Regions from separate parts of the Mus musculus genome. Here region 2 is linked to region 1. A link is a contact called in public Hi-C data. All regions are on one chromosome and are shown on one strand. The core of a region is the stretch at or near the end of the contact, and the rest is flanking DNA. Distances in the headings are between cores, read along the strand shown.

Evidence for each region. Hi-C and Micro-C count contacts between places; a contact is called where the count stands out from the background.
Region 2: a contact with region 1 is called in a Hi-C map of pancreatic cancer cells, with 2.0 times the contacts expected there. The contact joins two enhancer-like sites. A contact is called at or near these places in 5 of 484 Hi-C or Micro-C datasets (the HPC-7 cell line, nephron progenitors, palatal mesenchyme and 2 more), 1 of 115 datasets of contacts at active chromatin or transcription factors (embryonic stem cells) and 1 of 9 other capture datasets (embryonic stem cells).

What each region holds. Positions count from the first base shown.
Region 1 is chr15:41,521,430-41,528,642 of GRCm38.p6, reverse strand. The region is part of intron 1 of Oxr1 (oxidation resistance 1); the gene reads right to left. Among named protein-coding and RNA genes, the nearest start is that of Oxr1, 78 kb to the right of the region's middle. Within about 2 kb of position 2,707, at least 3 of the 459 cell types and tissues checked have an H3K27ac peak or open chromatin away from gene starts, as enhancers often do. A contact at or near this core is called in pancreatic cancer cells, where this site is marked.
Region 2 is chr15:41,653,685-41,660,897 of GRCm38.p6, reverse strand. The region is part of intron 3 of Oxr1 (oxidation resistance 1); the gene reads right to left. Among named protein-coding and RNA genes, the nearest start is that of Oxr1, 210 kb to the right of the region's middle. Within about 2 kb of position 3,612, at least 18 of the 459 cell types and tissues checked have an H3K27ac peak or open chromatin away from gene starts, as enhancers often do. A contact at or near this core is called in pancreatic cancer cells, where this site is marked.

The sequences.
Region 1 (7,213 bases), core at 1,458-3,957:
CGCCAATGGCTCATGCTATAAGATCAACAATTGACAAATGGCACCTCATAAAATTGCAATGCTTCTGTAAGACAAAGGACCCTGTCAATAGGACAAAATGGCAACCAACAGATTGGGAAAAGATCTTTACCAACCTTACATATCTGATAGAGTATGCATCTGATACATTATCAGATGAAATCATCTGATAAAACATACACAGGAATCAAGAAGTTAGACTCCAGAGAACCAAATAACTTTATTAAAAATGGGATACAGAGCTAAACAAAAAATTCTCAATTGAGGAATCACGAATGGTTAAGAAGCATTTAAAGAAATATTCAACATTCTTAGTCATCAGGGAAATGCAAATCAAAACAACCCTGAGACTGCACCTCACACCAGTCAGATTAGCTAAGATCAAAAACTCAGGAGAGAGCAGATGCTGGCAAGGATGTTGAGAAAGACATACACTCCTCCATTGCTGGTGGGATTGCAAGATATTATAACCACTCTAGAAATCAGCCTGGCAGTTCCTCAGAAAATTGGAAATAGTTTCACCTGAGGACCCAGCTATACCACTCCTGGGCATAAACCCAAAAGATGTTCCAACATATAACAAGGACACATGCTCCACTATATTCATAGCAGCCTTCTTTATAACCAGAAGTTGGAAACAACCAAGATGTCCCTCAACAGAAGAATGGATACAGTAAATGTGGTACATTTACACAGTGAAGTTTTACTCAGCTATTAAAAACAATGACTTTATAAATTTCTCGGCTAGTGGATGGAACCAGAAAATATCATCCAGAATGAGAAAACCCAGCCACAATAGAACATACATGGTGTGTACTCACTGATAAGTGGATATTAGTCAAAAAAAGTTCAGAATACCCAAAATACAACTCACAGACCATATGAAACCTAGGAAGAAGGAAAAAGCAAAGTATGGATGCATCAGTCCTACTCAGAAGGGGGAAGAAAACACACTTAAGAGGTAAAGGGAGGGAGGGTTCTGGGAGGGAGAGAGGAGGTGGAGGGAAAAGGGGGGCCGGTTCATATGCTGGGGGAGAAGTACAGTGGGTCAGGAATTTGAAAATAGGTGTGCAGCAGAGGTGGATGGGGAACTGGGGGTAGCCAGTAGAAAGTCCCAGATACCAGGGACCCAAGAGGTTGCCAGGACCCAACAGGGATGATATTAGCTGAAATACCCAACAAAGGGGAGATACAAACTGTAGAGACCATACCCCGTGGATAGGTACGGCCCCTGGCTGAGGGATGGGGCCACCAGCCCATTTCAAAAATATTAATCCAGAATTTCTCCTGTCAAAGGAAATGCAGGGACAAAGAGTGGAGCAAAGGCTGAAGGAAAGGGAATCCAGAGGCAGACCCAGCTAGGGATCCATCCCATGTGCAGAAACTAAACCCAGACACTATTGCTGACACCAAGAAGCAGGAAGTACTTGCGGACAGGAGCCTGGTATAACTGTCCCCTGAGAGGCTCTGCTAGAGCCTGACCAAATCAGATGTGGATGCTCAAAGTCAACCAGCAGACTGAACATGGGGATTCCAATGGAGAAATTAAGGGAAGGACTGCAGGATCTGAAGGGGTTTGCAACCTCATAGGAAGAACAACAATATCAACCCCTAGAGCTCCCATGGACTAAAAACCACCAGCCAAAGAGTACACATGGAGGGACCCATGGTTCCAGCTGCATACGTAGCAGAGGATGGTCTTATCTGGCATCAATGGGAGGAGAGGCCCTTGGTCCTGTGGAGGCTCGATGCCCCAGTGTAGGGGGATGCTAGGGTGCTGAGGTAGGAGTGGGTGGGCAGGTGAGGGAGCATCCTCATAGAGTCAGGGGGAGGGGGAGGTGATAGGGGGTTTTTGGAGGGGAAACTGGGAAGGGAGATAACATTTGAAATGTAAATAAATAAAATAACCATAAAAACTTATTGAGCACACACACACACACACACACACACACACACACACACACATATGTGTGTGTGTGTGTGTGTGTACACCTACCTATACATATATATACATATGTGTGTGTGCTCAATAAGTTTACATATATATATATATATATATATATATATATATATATATACATATATATATCCACTAACAAAAGCACGGATACAGGTCTGGGATAAAGATGAATGACTTTTAATTAAGACAGTAATCCTATTTCCAAATAATACTTTATACAAAAAGTCACTACTATAAAATGGAATAGATTTTCTACAAAAACCACCATAGGTTAGATACAGGCACAACAGAGTATTCTAGCCTGGTTACAGAGATTTGAAAAGAATTTCTAAAGAAGATACCCATAAATTACTATCATAAAGCTTAGTTAAAAGTTTAAAAAATCCAGTGTCCTAGTGTATTAGCAGACCAGTTTATTTGTCTCTTACATAAAAAAAACAAAAACAAAAAACAAACAAACAAACAAACAAACAAAAAAACAAAAAAACTTGAGGCACAGAAGTCCACGGAAAATAGAATAATCATTCCATTAGTTAAAAGATCTTCCCTTCACATCTCAACATATGTGTTCTCTTCCTGACCTTATTTTATCTGCTGAGCTCCACTGAATGTCTGCACTCCAGCCATCAGAAGGGAGAAAAATTTAAGAGATGATGTGCCCTAATGTTTACATATAACATTTCTACTTGAATTTTATTGATCAGAGAGCTTAGTCATTTGGCCCCTGTTAATCAAAAGCAAGGGGAATGTGCTGCAGCTTCTCTGCCTATCTGTAAGCTCAAATACATACTAACATGGGGGAGGGTGGAACAGAGATTGAAAGAAAACTATCAGAGTCTGCTGCCACACTCAAAACACAGTAACCTTGACCCTGGAATATTTTATAAATGCTGTGCCCTTCACAGAAGGATGAATACTCAGTAGAAGAGAGGTGGAATCGGCCTATGAATAGCTAATAGTTTTACACGAATACTTTACAATGATATTAAAGTTCATTTTCCCTTGATCAGTTAAAGGTCAACAAATATCTATTGTGCCCAACTACTTAGCACTTTAAAATAAATACTGTGGATCGTGTGATAGAATAATCGTGAGTGTCAGTTGTCTGGATGAAGAAACACCAAATCAGTAAAACACATGTCTAGATGTGCTCTGTGGGGTCATTTTGTAGAAGATGAGGTCATTGGGTTCTACCTTAATCCAGTGATGGATTAAAAGTTTAAATCTGTGATTGGGAGGTAGTGGGATTAAGGGATGTGGAAACATAGCTGGAGGACATTGGTCCTTTAGGGTTTCTCCTTCAAGGCTATGCCTTGCCCTAGCGCTCTTCTGCTGCTGATTCACTCTACCTCCTTCCTGTCTGCCATAAGATGAGGAGCCTCAGCCACATCCTCTGGTTGCCATGGTGTCCTGCCTCACCTGGGATACAGATTTAATGGAGCTAAGAAATATGTGCTAAAATTCTGAAATGAAGGTGATCCTAACAAATCCTTCTATGTTTACAGTTCATCTTATCGCACCAACTTAAAACTAATGAAGAAAATGCAAGATGAATAAGACATAATCCACATGAAGAACTCACTAATATAAAAAGCATCCATAAGAGAGAGAAAAAAATTAAACATGAAATGAAGATCAGTGGATTTGCATGAGTGCAGGTGAGTCACTATGGTATGACTGAGAAATGAGCTTAATTCAATTTTGATGATAGACTGACTGCCAAGACAATTTTGATCCTCTCGTAGAATAAGCAGTCATGAAAGTCCACGCCCTAAATTGTCTGAGTACATTCCAAAAGAAACTGTCAACTATATTCCTTCCTTGGTTAACTGTGAAGACATGTAGCTGGAGATTGGTAGGAATATAGAAACTCTATCTTGTGTCAACCTCAACAGCTCTTCTCAACCTTTCTTAGCTTGACATTTCTCAAGAACTCAGTTACCAAGAACAATATGCAGAGGATATTTTCCAGTGCTATACATTCTTCTCGATATATTTAATTCTATCTTTAGAGAGCTGTGCATCTGGATGTCATTATTTTAATACATAATCAAATTTCCTTTACTGAATTATACTGGGCATTTTTTATCCAGAGTTTCCATTAAAAGATATAATTAGAGGAAATAATATGCAAAGACCACAACTATGAAATGAGCTGTTGGGTTTATTAGAATATTCACCAACACAAAAATACTGCCTTTATGTGCATTCACAAGAAGAAGTTCTGTTAGAATTCACCACCAGAAAAAAATATTATTGTCAATTTGAGCATGAATTTCTAACTTTCAACCAAAATGTAACATAATTAAAAACCACTATTATTCCCATCATTGCCGTGAAATATAACTTATTCTCCTGTTACATGAAAGCTTTTAAAAATCTGAGGTGAAATGAGATCCGTGAGTGCCCAGGCAGATTGGAGATTGTGAGTGTAGACATATCATTCTCTTTTGATCATTGTTTTACTATAATGTTAAGGAAAATAGCCTGTGAACTTAACAAAAGGCCTTACTATTAATATGGTCATTAAAATCATGAATGGCTCTCGAACATAATAATGGATTACTAGGATAGTGCTTTAATAAAATATTTAAACATCTATTATTCATAAATAAGATTTTATGTTTCTAATGCAGTTGAAAGAAACACTATATTTTAACAAGCTCAACTAGTTGCAACAAATGTGCAGTACAGTAGCATGACATTCAAAGCAACTCTGGTGCAGTACATTTATTCCTACAAAAGAAGCTGTTTCAAAACCTAGTCCTATGAGTATTTGGTATCATTTCCATCTAAAAACCCCATGAATGCTGGTTTGAATCACTTAATGCAGAATAAATAATTTGTATATATCCAATATTTGAGATAAGAAAGCTATAAAATATTACTTGAAAAAAAAAGAATCACAATGTTAAAAGCTTGGTCCATAAAAACACATAAGCTAACTATATAAATAAATTATAAAAATGCCAACGGTATGTCATGAAAGGCAGTGCTTTCTTGGACCCCAAACAGATACCAAACACAGTACTCTAACTTCAAAGCCATTTTGCTCTACGTGATATGCTGTACTGGTGAGGAGGTGAAGCATTCATTCAAATTCTACTCTAAATACTGCCAGACACAACGGGTATAAATGAGCAAAATGCACTGGTATGGAAAGAATACATTTATACGGAAGATTCAAAACAGATGTCAGAAAAGAAAATCATCATGGAATATTAAACTCCCAATATGTATATAAATCAGATATTTTTAGTTATCACGTGACACCATCAACCTCCTTTTGGGAGAGGGGTTGCTCATAAACTTAACTCTGTGTATCCATATTTTAAATCCGAGCCTCTCTGTTCTCATGGAGCTTGCTTGCTTGCCATGCTCATTACAAATCCCTTCAAATGCCACAAATACTGATTATTGCCAATCACCCAACAGACTAATTTCCGTCTACTCTCATTTATTTCCATATTCTGGGGATGTGTACAGGATCCATTGACCCTGTGAATCCTTGTATCGATCCTTCTTTCCTTTTTGAATTAATTGGTATCAAATTTAGCAAATAAAACGTATGCTATTTGCCCTTTCCCAAATTAGCTTCCAGTATAGAAAGAAAACGGCTTGTGTCTTTTGTATCTAAATTCTTTAATATCCAGCACTTTTCCAGTATTAATAAATCTAGGGAGAGGCTTGAGAGTGTACTGTGTTCAAACACAGAGAGACATGATCTAATTTATTGGACAATAATGAATTCGCAAGTTACATAAGTTTTACTGACTGAAATTTGCCAAGGAATCCTGATTTCACTTAACATTGTAGTCAACTTATACAACGGCTGCAGAAGGGATAAAGAGGCTGAAGAGTTCAAAGAAGTCTTACTGAAGGCAGAGGCAGAGTTCTGACCCAGACACAGAGAGTCACTGTGGGTGGTTGAAAGCCATTTCCACAGACACAGTTTGAGATCTGTTGCAGTCAAACAGAACGCAGCCACTTCAAGGTAGTGGTGGTTCAGGGCAGAGCAATCCGAGGGAAAGGAGAAGAATGATAGATGTAGGACCAGGTAGAGACTCTGTAACTCAATTGGGTCACACTAAGTGACAGGCACAATACATCAGGATAGTCAAGTGTTTGTCACATGCCCGTTATGTGAAGTATGCACAGCACGTTGGATGACAGGTCAGCAGTACTACTGTGTGTCCTTGTTTTAGATGTCTCTCCTTTTTCATTGGGGTGAGGAGGTTATAGCCTTGGGTGGTCCCATCCATATACCTATAGAATGTCAGTTTACCATAAGTTAATAGATTGCCCTTTCTTACCTGCAGGGCAGACTTATCATCCCTGTCACACTAGACAGAAAGTGGCTTCTTGTTCTCAAAACAAGAGGTTGAGTCATTCTGACCCATAGTTGTAATCAGCATAGATACAACTGCTGCACTGCAGAATTATCACTTGGAGAAAGGAATAGCCCGAAATCCATCATTTCCTAACATATGGAGGACTTAAGAGGAAGATGTTAACCAAAAAATAGGGCATGGGCTGATCTCCCAAAGTCAGAAGAGTTTTGCTAGCCCATCAACCCACAGAGCACCTGCCCAGGCACACGGGCTACACTGTGAAAAAAAGATCTTGCAGAATATCTGAAAATCACCCCGAAAAGTACCTCAAACCAATCTTAGTTATAAGATAAAAAATTGTGACCACAGAGGAACACAGAGGAGGAACAGGTCTGTCAAGAACCCTGCAAGTCGGCCTGGTAATCTCATTCCTATGGGAAATGGGGGTCCTATAATCTAATTTTAACTCCTCTCAACAATAGACACAAACAGGCCTCTCTGTTAAGTGACCTGCTGGGAGACAGTCCCATCTCTGCCTGCAGACATAGGCCTGAGGAGTGGAGTCTCAGTTGGAGACCATCAAGTACCTGTCACCCAGTACCCAGCTGCAGAATGGGTAAGTCCATCCTACCCAGGAACCCACATGATGATTCTACAGCAAACCTGAAATCTAGCACCATGTCAAATCTGAAAACGGAATGTCTACGGCTACAAGAATAAATCGCTGCATCATTATCACTGCCATTATCTTTTTTCCCCCTATTATCTTTTTTTGGAACTTTTATTATAAGGCAGGCAATATCAAATTCTTTCATGAATTAAAAAATAATCTGTCCATGACTTTTACACATGCTAGTAACAGCAATGAAAAATTCTTCAAGATACTTACTAAAAAATTGTCTTT
Region 2 (7,213 bases), core at 2,363-4,862, 130 kb before region 1:
CCAATCACATTAGAGATTACCTAATTCTTCTAGACAGTTCCCCCAGTTTCCTATAAGAAGGCCTGCATGCAGGGCTGGAGAGATGGCTCAGCAGGTAAGAGCACCCGACTGCTCTTTCGAAGGTCCTGAGTTCAAATCCCAGCAACCACATGGTGGCTCACAACCATCCGTAACGAGATCTGACTCCCTCTTCTGGTGTGTCTGAAGACAGCTACAGTGTACTTACATATATAATAAATAAATAAATCTTAAAAAAAAAAAAGAAGGCCTGCATGCCTTTGTCTGGGGTCATTGCCATTTTGCTGGCTGTTTCTGCAGAGTAAATGCTCTGTTATTGTATTTGAGTCTGGGGTCGTTATCAATTCCCAAACCCTAACAAAAGTTGTTCAGAAGCTAAAAGAGAAGATGGTAGAAAGCTAGCTGGAGGATACTGAACACAATACATATAAAATATTGGCATTTTGGGGATACTACACTATAAAGTATTTGATACTCCGGGATTACAGGGTTGGGATTTGTAATGAAGATGCAAAGTAGGCAGAGCCAGGACATGGGCATTTTATAGAGTATCAACTTCATCTTGATAGGAATGAGAGACACTGTATGATTTTCAACAGGGAAAAAATGGACAAACTCTGCACGTTATCAAGATAGGAAGTTTGGTTCATGAGGGCAGGGCCATGCTACCTCCATTACACATGCAAGAAGTTCACTTACATTTATTGGAATCTTTAAGCTCCAGGGGCTATTATAAGCACTTCATACATAATATTTTCATTTATATCTCAAAGCAACCCTTTCAGTAAGTATCAGATTTGTTTCCTTTTCCAATGAAAGACAATGAGCTTTGACACCCTAAATAGCCTATTTATGGTCATTTAGCTAGGAGGAGTGAGGAGGTCCTACTTAAACATTCATCTGCGAGATCAAGTTCCTCTTCAATAATCTGACTGCTCTTGTGACAGAGAGAGGGAGGAGAGAGGGAGAGAGGGAGAGATGGAGAGAGGGAGAGAGGGAGGGAGGGAGAGAGGGAGAGAGAGAGAGAGAGACCAGGAAAATGTTAGTAATCCCCAAAAAACACACACAAGAGCTAATCAGATGCAACTCACAGCAGGGTCTTTATTCTATTTGAGCTAATTCACCCACTACCCCCACCCCCTACGCACCACCAGCACACAGGCCAGTTTTGGTGGTCGGGGAGCCCAGACTGTCTATTGGGGCAAAGCTTTATAGTAAGCAGTAAGCAGGGAGTACATGCATAAGCATCTAATTGGAAAGCTGTTGTGGCCTTCAACCTAGTTGTCTGGTGCTGGGAGTCAGATCATAAACTTTACTTCTGCTCTACTCTGCATTGGTGGTCATTAGGAAGGGACCATTAGGTCTTGTAACCTGGGGGTGCAGGTTTGTTGGGGGAATTACCTAGAAACTCTGCTCTTGTTGGGGATTAGCCTAGAGACTGAAGCTAGGCTCAGGCTTTCTTGGGGACAACTTGGAAACTAATGCTAGTTAGCAGTTAGTCTACCTGAGTTCAAACTTAGGTCAGGTTCTCTAAAATGGAGTTTGAATTTAAAGTCTTTGGGGGGGGGGAGAGAGAGAGAGAGAGAGAGGGAGAGAGAGAGAGAGAGACCCCACTGAGTGACCATACTTCAACTGTCAACTGATTAAAGTCACTTTGAATGTCTGCTAATCTTGACATTCTACAGAGGCAAAGTGACATCTATACTCTTCTAGACAGACAACAGCTATATTTAGAAAAATAAAAACTGTAGACATTCTAGAATTTGTTAAATTCTCTCTGATATTTAATTTCACTATACTCCACCCAGCTGAACCCACAAGCTTTTGACTTTCTTTGGCTGCTGAGCAGGCGTGGCCCTGGTGGGGACAGAGAGACTTGGTTCCTGCCCCTAGGACAGAATCCCAGTGTGAGCCTCCAGCAGTATTGATGACTGTAGTGGCATAACACTTGTTTGTGTAACAATGTATATTATTTCACATTCCTCCGAGGAATGGTTTCTCTGTTAATGTTATTGACTCCTTGATAATCAGACAGCAGGAGTCCAGGAGGTGAAGGTGTGGCTATGTCTCAGCAAATGGCAAGCACTGGGACTTTCAGCCCTAAAGGTTATGGAGAAGAGCTCTAAATACATGAGTTTGAAAATATATAATTTCTCAACTATGCAAAAATAAGGACGCAATATGAATTATGAGAACTTCATGAATCTAAAGGAACAAAGGGAGTTGCATTAATGAGTCAACTTATCAGAAAGATACAAAGGCAAGCAGATACAAATATAGGCAGATTCCTGAGTTCAAGGTCAGCCTGGGACATGGCAAGGTTAGCCCCAGGTGTGGTACATATGGTAATTTCAGGATAGGGTCCCACCCAGCTAGTTTAGCGTCTTTGTGTAACTGAGGCAATCAGATCTCTAAATGATTTTGCTATCTTAAAAGAAAACTTATGCTTGCTGTTTCCTAAGAATCAAAGGGCTGGGGCCACCAGTATGTAGATTCATAGAATAATCAAAAGGGAGCCTGGAATAAAGAACTGAATTGATATGTAAATTTAAAAATGGCTTTTGGTCTTCATGGGATGAACTAGCAGAAAGTGGTAGCAGTTCTCTATAATTTTCGCTAGTGAGAGCTGAGCAGTCTGGAGATCTTTGGAGAGCAAAGCGGCTCTTGATGAGTTTTTTTCTTAACAGGATTTCTGACTTGGTCAGATGACTTAATAGTTCTTTTGTAGCAGTTTTTCTAACATTGGTCAGAAAAACATGAGCTATCCAGATATCTTGTAGAATTTTTACCTGAAGAGAGAGCTGCCTCAACCAGAGTTTTATGAGTAGCAAGAGAAGCTGTCTAGGGCAGAACAGAGCAGAATACACAGACACAGAGAGAGAGGGGGGGGGGAGGGGAGAGAGGGGAGGGGGGGGAGGGGAGAGAAGGGAGAGGGGAGAGAGGGGAGAAAGGGGAGAGGGGAGAGAGGAGAGAGGGGAGAGAGGGGAGAGGGGAGAGAGGGGAGAGGGGAGAGAGGGGAGAAAGGGGAGAGGGGAGAGAGGGGAGAGGGGAGAGAGGGGAGAGGGGAGAGGGGAGAGTGAGACATTCTTACCTAAAATGCAGTACTCATCTAGTGACTTATTTTTACTTTTTAAAGGTTCAAATGAAGATTGAGGCTTCATATAGACAGAGTAGCTAGCTTTCCCTCTACTTATTCTAAATAAGTGAAATTTTATTATACGAATTCAAAGACTGATTGTTCTATAAAAAGTGAGTTTGCATGCTATCAATTTTTGATATGATGCTACTTTTAATGAACACCTTCTATTAGGGTTAATTAAGGACAGCCATGTGTGCAAAGAAGGCATAATCTATTTCTTAAGGTTCTCTCAGTAGGAAATAGATGCTATACAGAAGTTTGTGAAAGATAACTGAGGTCAAAAATCAATTCCTAGAGAAGCTATTTACATCTCTCATTAACCTAAAGAGGCATTTCAAATTGTTCTAGCTTTTCTTAAAATAAAAATTCTTCCAGCTTGATTCAAATACAGTGAATTGTAGAGGGCCAGGGATCGACTTAGTTGTAGTACTGCACTGTACCACCAGAGGGATCCCTGGGATTTTCAGTTGTACAAATCCTGAATTGAGACACTGAAAGGTACCCTGCAAAGAAAGGGCATATTGGCTGGCTGGTCTACAGGTTGATGGGTACAGTTTCTTTCCATGAGATTATTTAGGACACTGTGTTACCTCTAGAAATGTCACTGTACTATGTCACCCATAGACTATCTCTGTTCAACCCCTATGAGGAATGGCTGTCCTCCTGTTCAATGACAGATCTGCCTCTTCAGGCCTAAAATGGGGAACGAATTTTGCCTGCAGAGCCTGTCATGTATGGTTCATGTTTACCTCTTCTGCATCTTTTAGACATGATTCCTCATCTGTATAGACAGAGTGTAACAGAATTGTTCTGAGGATTACCTGAGATAGGATAGAGGGACTTATTTTATTCTGGAATATGAAATTCCTAATTCATCCTGTGATGGCTATTCATGATTGTCATCCGCACTCCATCGTCAATTAGCTAAAAGCCAAGTGGCTAGGTACACCTGTGAGGGAGTTCTCTAGATTGGATCTTTAGAAATGTGAAGACCCACCCTAAATCCTGATTCTTTGAGAGAAGAAGTTCCACCTTAAATCTGGGCTACACCTTCCAGCCATGGCAGACTAGATAATGACCAAGGAAGAAAGAAACTTTTGCTATTTGCCTGCTTCCTCTGGCTCACACTGGAGAGTCCGTTCCTTCACCGGCATTAGAGTCCACTTTTGTGGGATTCTGGAGTATACTGAAGACCAACTGAGACACCCAGACTTGCAGACTGAACAATTACTGAAAACTTAGACTTTCTCTCAGTAGCTAGCCATTGTTGGACTGTGGTCCACTGTGGGAAGCCAACTCCAAGATGGTGCCGGTTTCCGGTTGCCTTTGTCATAAACAACACCACTGCGCAGGCGTCAATTCAAATTTGGTGCCAACCCTTCCCAAGTGGGTGCATGCAAATTGAGTGCCGGCTGACTGACCAATCAGAGGGGGCCACAGAGCCTTCTCCTGTGCTGGGGTGCATATAAGCAGGCCTCCCTGGGCGCCTGGGGTCCCATAGAAGTATCGAGGCAAGAATCCGACTGTGTCGTGTTGTTCTTGCTGGTCAAGAGCAGACGGGACAGTCCACCACAGTCTGTCAGTCATTCTAATAAATCCCCTTTTCTTTCTGCCCCATTGCAGAAGAGAACTGTAACACACATGGAGTTTTAAAATGCTGTTGTTTTTTTACTAACGGTACTTTTTAAATGAAGGGATACGGAAATAGATTTGTTTTATGAAATGAACTTTCAGTTACATAGTTGATATATTTTAGTTTTAAAAATAATGCTTTGAGAGTCAAATTAGAAGAGAGGTTACAGAGACAAATTAAAGCTGAGAATCCAAACAACTCTTTCAACACAGTAATTAAACATGTTTTTGAAACTGATAAGAAATCAAACCATTGCAAATTCATGAATTAAAAATTTGCCATGAGGCTGGGAAGATGGCTCAGGGGGTGAAGTGCTTTCAGCACAAGCATGAGAGTTTAGATCCCCATGAACTACACAAAAACTAGGTGTGGTAGGACATGCCTGTAACACTTGTACTTAGTCGGGTAGAGATAAGCCAGTCTTGGTGATATCCTGTTTCATAAAGTGAGATGGAGAACAATAAAAAAGACACTTGAAGTCAACCTCTGGATTTCCATGTACACACACAGGTAAGTCTACTCAACATATACATGGGCAAGCATATACACACAGGTATGTACAGCCAATACACACATGCACAAGCACATACACACACAAGTAAGTACAGCGAATATACATATGCACAAGTGCATGTACAACATAGACAAGTGCACCCAATACCCACATGCAGAAACGTGTGCATACACAGGTAACTACACCCTATAAATGTGTGCACAAGCATGCACACAGAGTAAATACAACAAGAAAATAACCCACAGCTTACTTCTCTGTCCTGAAATTTAACTTCTAGACTTCTATTTTTCTATAGTCTTGGGATTTTTATCCACTATGGTCCAAGCTTGTTAGTGTGTCAACCTTTTTGTCTTATTTAGATGGAATAAGGAGTTTATAAGACAAATTTTATTTTCTGAAGGCAAAACACTTACTCTTCCTGATCAGTTCATAAATCAGAAATGTATAGAAGGTTGCATATGTGACAAAAAGCAGGAGCAAAGGACCCTGGCAAAGAGGCAGTGACATACGCCTTATGGGATTTTCTGGTTGATTCATTTTTTTGAAATGTGCTAACATTAAATTTTGAAAGTGGAAATATGCACCTGTCTGCTCTACTGTCTTATATCAATCAAAAGTCTTTGATGATAGATACCCCTTAGAACACTATGTTTTCTACATGTTTATTATTTTTTTAAAGCCTGGAGAAAGTCATCGAGAACACGGAAAGCTATGAGAAGACCAAGGAAGGGGAAGCAATGGAAAGCAGTCTCAACCAGCAAATTCCGAAAGAGCACACAGCCTACGTGAGGCATTTCATCAAGTTTGAAGGAAGCAATGCCTCATAAGAAACCAGAACATGCCCCAGATTTTAGAACTAGAAACCTACTTTCCTGGTTATGATGTATAATATAAAATATTTAATGTATGTTTGAATATATAAATATGTAAGTATCTGAAATACCTGAGAAAAAATATTGTCATTTCAGGCAAACACTCCATATTGAGACTGTGGGATTTCAGGTGCCAGAAATATTCAACTTCCCCAATAGCATTTTGATTGTCTAAGCCCCAGCTTCCACTATTTGATCAAACATACCCAAATTTCTCCAAATTAAGAAGTATGCAGGACCAAGTAGCCATCTTCTTACTTCATATCCACAACTTCCTACCTGCCGTGTACCCACGTACAAAGCTTTTCATCTTAAATTTACCTGAAATGCTGCAAACTGTTACTTTTGAAGAATTGCTTATTCAAGGACCCACTGGAAAGGCAGGTATACAGAAGTTTTTAGCTCAATGGATTTAGTCCCGTTATATAACAGTCTCCAGCAAAGTTCAAAATTCCTGAGCACTCTTCTCTCTGGGGACACAGGAACCTAATAACTACAAGACCCTGTTCACAGCCTAGTGTGTTGTGATATGATTACTTCTGGACTCCATACCCCTAGAGTTTGCAATGTGAGAAGTCCAAACACCTCTCAAATGTAACTTGGTTTTCTTCAGAATACAAGAACTTTCTCCCTTCATAAAGGCTCCACGATAAGCTGACATCAGCCACTGTTTTTACAACCTGACAGAACAGGGTCAGAGTCTTAGAAGCCCAGAGGGAAAATGAAAAGAACAAAAGCAAAATATAAGAACAGTGTGGGCTGAGGATGGCTAAAATGAAAATAGTAATGCATAAGGTTAGACTCTGAAAAAGTATTTCTCTTCTGTTCAGCTATAGATGGCCACCGAGCCCACTTTCTTACCCAACTTTGTTTAAGACTTTAGTAGTTTTGCATCTTTCATCTCCATGTTTAGACCATATAAGAAAATGTCCACATAAACCATCAGAAAGACACACAATTATTCAACAGTGAGTCATTTAACTTAACTGAGCAAATCCTGCATCCATCCACAGAGCTGTCCAAGTGGCACAAGTTCA